Linked DNA regions of Zea mays: region 1 is linked to region 2. A link is a contact called in public Hi-C data. All regions are on one chromosome and are shown on one strand. The core of a region is the stretch at or near the end of the contact, and the rest is flanking DNA. Distances in the headings are between cores, read along the strand shown.

Region 1 (3,738 bases), core at 552-3,051, 230 kb before region 2:
ACCAAATAGGAGTTAGACCCTAACATAGATAGCATCACGCTTGCACAGTGCCAGTCTGATGGCTAACCCTAGCCTCGCACAAAATAAGATCGTCAGACTCTGAGCGTTGCTTTGATGTTAGAGAGTGAATAAACCCAACCATGAAATAGGTAAGTAAGTTGTATTGCATAATAGTTTTCATGTCCATGAAGTGTACAATGTGAGGGGTATTTATACAAATACTTAAATACCCTTGATCTATAAGGCTATAATTGCTTGCCCGCTCAAGGACAATTCGGTCAATATCCATCTTTATTAGTCATCGAGTCCTTAGTTGTGTTTAGTCTTCACGGGCATGTTTGTACTTCTAGAGAAGATTCTTTGTCATCTTTGCTTCATTGCCTGAGGATACAATTCTTTATATTGAGGCTTTGTAGATCATTAACGTGGTGCGAAGTCTTCGCGGATGAAGGGATTCCCATATCTTGGGGCTTCGTAGATGAAGATTTACGTATTTTTCCTTTGCCGACAAGGTCTTCAGGTGAAGGGTGGAGTCTTCACACCTGAGTGAATTGATTTGTTCTTTTGTTATAACTTTGTTGCTTTATCTAATGTGATGTTAAATCTACAAGCCAAACAAACAATCATTAGTTAGCTCGAAAGAATGGAAGTGCACCTTTAACTATAGTGAAAACCTCAACAGTAGCCCTCGTGGGTGAAGGCCTACCGCGAAGGTCTTAATCCTGTGCAGTCGTGATCTTTTGCAATGGTTATAATGCCATCACTGATATTTAGAGTTGGCTATTGAAGAGAATAATAACAAATTTCATATTTGTGGTGTTTTAGTTTGACCATCATGGGTTCAAAGAGAGATTTGAATAGTTGTTTTGACCAAAGTTGTCTACAAATATTGTGCTCACAAGTTTTTTATTTACTGGTTTTCCTTGTGCTCGAGCGATCTTGTTGGTCTTGTCCTGGGCAATAGGAAATCTTTCTTCTCGATCGGCTGGTTTGTTTTCTTAGTTTTGTTCATGACGTGTGAAGAAGAAATTTCTTTTGCAACCTCTTCTAGTTCCGAGGAAGACCTATATTTGAATCAGAATTAGTTAGCAGTAAAGCAAGGTTTCTTAAGTTCGCAGTACCTCTGTTGGATGAGGCTGTTCTTGCCTCGTTTCTTCAGAAAAGATCACTAGTATTAGTACATGGTCAAGTTCGTTTGCCAGGGAGCCAATTGGTTCCGAAGCCGATATGTAGTATTTAAGGACTTCTTTACCGCTGGACTTTGCTTCCATGTTTAAGATATTAAGGAAGAAATTCTATAATTATGGGAAAGAAAAAAAAAGAAAGACGTAATAACTCTGGTAACATAAAAGCTGTGCTTCTGTGGGATGCATCATAGACCATAGTGCTAGCGTTTTTGATCGCGAGAAGCTAGGCACATGAGTCCACCTGTAAAGGTGACGAGAGATCCAGATCAGACCTGCAGGGACGCACTGGTGCTAGTCTTGATAAATTCTCCAGTGGCATGTGACGCGTGTGGGGCCCTCCGACTGCCCATGCATCGTAGGGTTTGACACGCTGCAAGTACCATCCGTATCTGTATATCCGCAGTATTTAAACAACCGATCGTGAACTAACTAATCCCGTGGAAATGGAAAAGATTCCACCTGTTGCGTCCCTTTCCGATCTTTACATGGACAGTCACCTCTGAGCTGTCTCACTCGTAAACCATAACCACCCCTCCATATATAAAAAACAAACCCTAGCTTTGGACACGCACAAGTGTTATATATATACTCGTCCGTTGTTCTCTAGCTACTGGCGTTAGAGTTAGAGACCTGCAGGAGGAGACAGAGCTTAGGTGAGCAAGCAAGAGCGAGAGACAACAGATCATCAGATCGGGACATCCATGGAGCTGGAGGCCGCTGCCGCGCCGGCGACGACGTGCAGCTGGAGGGACGGGCGGAAGCTGGTGAGGTGCCCGCGGCTGCAGCTGGACACCAAGACGGCCACGGCCATCGAGCAGTCCACGGGGGCGAGCATCGCCGACTCCGCGGCCGCCGCCGAGGGCGCGATGCGCGTCAAGATCGTGCTCAGCAAGCAGCAGCTCAAGCAGGTGGCGGCGGCCGTCGCCGGGGGCGGCAGCGCCGCCTTCGCCGCGCTGCCGCCGGCGCTGGAGCAGCTCGTGAGCTTGCTGAGGCGCCAGCACGCCAAGAAGCAGGCTGCGGCCGGGAGGCGCCGAGGCCGGTGGTCGCCGGCGCTGCAGAGCATCCCGGAGGAATGCTTTTAGCTAGGCCGCCTGCATGCGTACGTACAGTATGTCTAGTGCTCTGTACTCCATCCACCGTCTGCTTGTATAGCTAGGGCTGCCGCCAGATTTCCGGCCTCTCTTTTCTTCCCGGGTCGCAACCTGCCGATTGGTTGGGCCAAAATGAGCGCCCAATGGTTGCGTACCAAATTTGAAATGTCACATATTTTAATCTGGCATTTGCCATTTGGATCCATCGATCCAAAAAAAAAAAAACTTCTCTGTTTATTTCCGAGATGGTGTACATATCTTGATCTGGCCAATAAAAAGGCAATGATGAACTGGGGGGAAAAGGGACTTTCTTTGCCGTGCAGTTGTTGTGCGTGGCTGTGGGCTGTGGCCGTGATGAATAATAGTGATCTAGCTGATGCTAGCCCTGCTGGCTGCTCTGCACTGCAGTCTGCAGGGGGATGAGAAATGGCCAAATGGTTGCCAGGCCACAAGATTCCTCTCGAGTAGCAAGATAAGATCTATGCATGTACACGAGAGGGTTACAGTTGTGGTTTATGCATGACCAGAAGGGAGCAATTAGTACACCGACATGGCCTACGACTGGGAGCAATTAGCAAGATAAGATCTATGCACGTAAACGAGGGACCAGCAGCTGAGCGTCAGAGGCTCTCAAGCTGTGCGAACTTTTTTTGAAGCAAGCCTGGTCCTACGTACTGGGTGTGCGTTCAGCGGCCAGCTTGATGTAGGAAAAAGTTTATGTTAGTATTTGCTTTAGGTACCAGTTCGACCTGGAAATGGATTTGGATAATCCAAAATCTCAAATGGATTCAAGATGCTTTGGGTTTAGTTGGACGAATGCCGTTTGGATGCGGATAACCATAGCCGTGGCCCATGGCCCATGAGAACCAAACGCATCGTATTCGCTTCCCCGTCGAGTCCCTGGCGGGCAGCGCCGCCACCACTCCACCTTGCTCGGCCCTCGACCGGTGCTAATTATCTCTATGCTGCCACATGCTACGCTGAAAATGGCTACTGTGACGTACGTATAGCAACGGTATTACTGGCCTCCGCGAGTACATACCTGAAGTAGCAAGACTGAAGACAACTCGCGATTCACAAACCCGTAGAATAATCGTCTCAACAAACTCCGAGTAGACATGGTAGCAGAATCGTAGTCCTAAAGACTAGTCCACACACATATATACTCATACGTACCAAATCGTACTAGAAAAAAAGCAATCAAATCACTCTTCTGACTGCCGCTATTCCACGAGCCAGGCAGACGCAACTATCACGATCAGACCACCGCCGGGCGCCGAAGCACGCAGCCGCGGTCGACCTGGGGCCCGCGCAGACAAATGACGCAAAAAAAGAGCCGATAAACCAGCGAGAATGGAGAGGCAGCCAGGCAGGCTCCACGGCGGCGCCGGCCGCCCACCAACGCGCGCATGGGCCACGGCGTGGCGCGGCTGTCCCTAATTGCTTAGGCGAACTGCCCG
Region 2 (3,570 bases), core at 645-3,144:
AGGAACATGGGAGTCCCTGGCATTCCTCTTGGCATCGGTGGCTGAGAAGACGGTGTAGACTAGGATGAAGGTGCCAACAATCTCAGCGCCAAGGCCATCACCCTTGGTGTAGCCAGGTGCGACAACATTGGCGCCACCACCGTTGCCCATGTAAAGTCCCTGCTGGAAGCCCTTCACCACTCCAGCTCCACAGATGGCACCCAGGCATTGCATGATGATGTAGAAGAGGGCCCTAGTCAGGGACAGCTTCCTGGCTAAGAACAGCCCGAAAGTCACAGCTGGGTTGATGTGTCCTCCTGTTGCAGTAGCAGGTAACAACCATTAGTGGTGTCTTTGGTTGTTGTAGTTGTGTTCTTGGTCTATGCTTGCTGAATTGCATGGATTCTTTCACAGTTCGATGCTTTGAAATTAAGCATGTATCTGGAGTCAATTACACAAACCATGACCAGGAAAGTACTATGCAAATTAACCATATGTCGGACCACTACTGTTTTTGAGATGGAATGACCACTGTAGGTTAACTGATATAGTTTTCTATGTACACACCTCACAAGTTAAAATGGTGCCTTTTGTACTTTAATCTTTAATTTTTTACACACAACTGTGGCCCGAAGTGCTGACATGAACTACTAGCATGTTTGGTTTGAGGAATGAGCTAGTCCATCATATTCTCACTCCTCACTTTTTTTGTTTGGTTTGTGGAATAGAATGAGTTGATCTATCATCACCTCATTCCTTATAGTTAGTTAGTTAGTACTAATATGAGGAATGGGGTCATCCCACCAAATTTGAGGAATGGATCCATGATGCACCACCATATTTTGGATGGAATGATTCCTCAAACCAAACACCCCCTACATCTGGCAGTTGATGATGCCTTTGCATAATTACACGCAGCACATGCTATAGTAGTACAGTATGTTACATGGTTTTTTTTTATTGCGGGTCAAATCTCCCTAGGTGCAAATAAGGTACAAACTGGTAACAGACAGAAGGGCCGGAAGTGGCTTAAGATCTGTTTTCTTTTTAACAAAATAATGAATTAACAGGGGCTTGCTAATCCCCATGCTCACGGCATGTATAACTGTGAGAAAGCTCTACTGTTTCAAAAGAAAAAAAAAAGGAATTTAAGATTCTCAGTTACTGATATCGGCTAAATATAAAATTATCTCTTTTTTTTGTCGTCTTCTTTAGTAGTGTTACTGACTGTAATCAGTGTATCCAAAGTAGGAAGTGGAGCAAATTCAATACGTCAGAGCGTATAGCAAAGTGGATACCCTGCCTATACATGTTGCTTTTTTTATTTACCCCAGCTCTTTTGCTTGAATATCTCGGAAAAATTGCACAGTAACTAGTCGGTACCATGAAGGGTTGTTACTGAGCTAAGCAAGTTGACGGACCAAAAGTGTAACGAATAATTGCAGTAAATTTAAAAAGTTCGTCCCATGGAATCTGGAAATAGAAGAAGCCACGGCAGCAAGAAGGGAGAGAGCTGACCGGAGATGCCGGCGGTGCAGTAGACGAGCGCGAAGATCATTCCTCCGAAGGACCAGGCGATGCCCTGGATGCCGACGGTGGCGCACTTGGAGGTGGACTTGGAGACGCCCATGACGGTGAGGATGGTGATGTAGAGGAAGAGGAAGGTGGCGACGAACTCGGCGATGCCCGCGCGGTAGAAGGACCAGGACTTGAGCTCCCCGGGCTCGAACAGCGGCGCCGGCGGGGGCTCCTTGTAGTCCTTGTCGTCAGCGGCGCCCTGCGCCGCCGTCCCGATGGGCTGGCGCTCCGAGAACTTGTTGGCGCCCAGGCGCACGTCCTCCTCTTTCCCCTCCATTGTTTTGCTCCCCGCCTCTCTCTCTCTCCTGCCTCGCGCGCTTGTGCGGTTGGGCTCGGCGGTGGTTTCTTGGAGCAGCGGCGTGTGTCACTGAGGCGCTCTGCCCCGGTGATTTATAAAGGCAGGCAGAGGGAGCTTGGGAGCAGGTCAGGTCAGGGTAGTGGTGAGGAGAGTGAGCAAGGAAGACACGGACGCTGTCCCTTCTGGAACGGAAGAGAAGGTGGTGGCGAGTTGTCGACACGGGAGTTGGGGACGGGGCCCACAGGCGAGATTCCGTTTTCTCCTGCGTTATGTCCAGACTTATCCAAATTGTTTTTTTTTTGTTTGTAGCGAGAAGCATTGAAACGAGGAAATACGAAATGGATGTTTTGTCAAAGAGAATGAAGGAAAAAAATATATGCGTGGTTGCAATTGCAATATTCTTTCACGGGGCGTTTAGATCCATTTATTTTAGAGAAATTATAATTTACTTAATAAAATAATTTATTTAGCTTGAAATTTAATATTTCACTAATTTCCAAAGTTTAAATATAAGACTTTTTCAAGTTCATGGGGTGAAGAATAAAAAATGCTTTTATGAATCGGTAGAATGTATTTCTACTTTGCAATATATAGGACGTTTTTCGGGTCACTACTTTATAGTAAAAATGTAACACATAAATATTTTTAACATCTTATCAATAATAATATATAAATATATTTTACATAAAACTATATTAGCTTAGTTGATATGTGCCTAAGTTACTATTATTAGAATAGAATTGGATTCCAAGGATGCAAACGGGTCCTCAGGGTAATTGTGACTATACTCTTCTCGACATTACAATTATGATTTAATCGTTTTTCAACTTTGGAATTTTACCTCTGTTTTAAAAGGGAAGCTATCGTCTGCCCCTCCCTTGTAACATGGTTTATGAAAATCAACTTTAGCGATTAAAAAACGAGGGATAAAATCACAATTGTAAGGTAGGAGAAGTGTATAATCACCCTAAAAATAATGTTAGATTTTTTGGGTTAATTATGATTATACTCTTCTTTCACTTTGGAATTGTGATTTTATCCATCATTTTTTATTTTCTAATCACTAATTCTGATTTTCATCAACGATATTAAGGGGAGGGCAAATGGAGGCTTCATTTTCAAAACAAGGTAAAATCGTAAAGTTGAAAAGCGAGAGATAAAATCATAATTGTAAGGCCACATAAGGGTATAATCATAATTGCCTCTTCTTTTTGCGCCCATTGTTGTCAATATATGACCAGTAGATTGTGCATATAACCGTACAAAAATATTTTACACTATTTTGAAATGGAATATAAAGATAAATAATCTGTTGAAGATAGTTTTAAGCTGCTTGCCTTTTGTTATCATGACTAAAATCCCACCATATATGCACCATCCATAGCAAAATTCTATGTACCCACAAGATAAGTGCATGTAGCCTCATCGATCTCCGGCAAAGAATTTACTGCTCCTTGTTGTTGTTGTGATCCTGTCATTATTGCTTTTAGCATGTGCTGATAGCGCATGATTTCATTCCTTGCGTTGGATGATCGATGGAACATGAACCTAACCTCTTTGCTTTGTCACTCGGCAACGGTATGGTTGTCTAGAAGCATCGCCGGTGCGAAAACTGCAGTGCAATTCAGGCCATATCCTGAATTCCTGGGTATATATATCCGCTGGTACTTTTAAAAAGAATTCAGGCCAGTGTTTCAGAAATATCATTATCTTCA

The links. A called contact is a pair of places that touch in the nucleus more often than the background predicts.
Region 1: a contact with region 2 is called in a Hi-C map of ear, with 2.4 times the contacts expected there. The contact joins the promoter of LOC100275272 here to the promoter of LOC541779 in region 2. A contact is called at or near these places in 4 of 25 Hi-C or Micro-C datasets (bundle sheath, ear, leaf and 1 more).

The regions. Positions count from the first base shown.
Region 1 is chr5:197,901,836-197,905,573 of Zm-B73-REFERENCE-NAM-5.0, reverse strand. It overlaps LOC100275272, which reads left to right and starts at 1,801. Exons shown (of 1, transcript NM_001152147.1): 1 at 1,801-2,594. The coding sequence starts at 1,889. The coding sequence ends at 2,269.
Region 2 is chr5:197,667,362-197,670,931 of Zm-B73-REFERENCE-NAM-5.0, reverse strand. It overlaps LOC541779 (plasma membrane intrinsic protein 1), which reads right to left and starts at 1,894. Exons shown (of 4, transcript NM_001111464.1): 1 at 1,498-1,894; 2 at 1-296. The coding sequence starts at 1,834.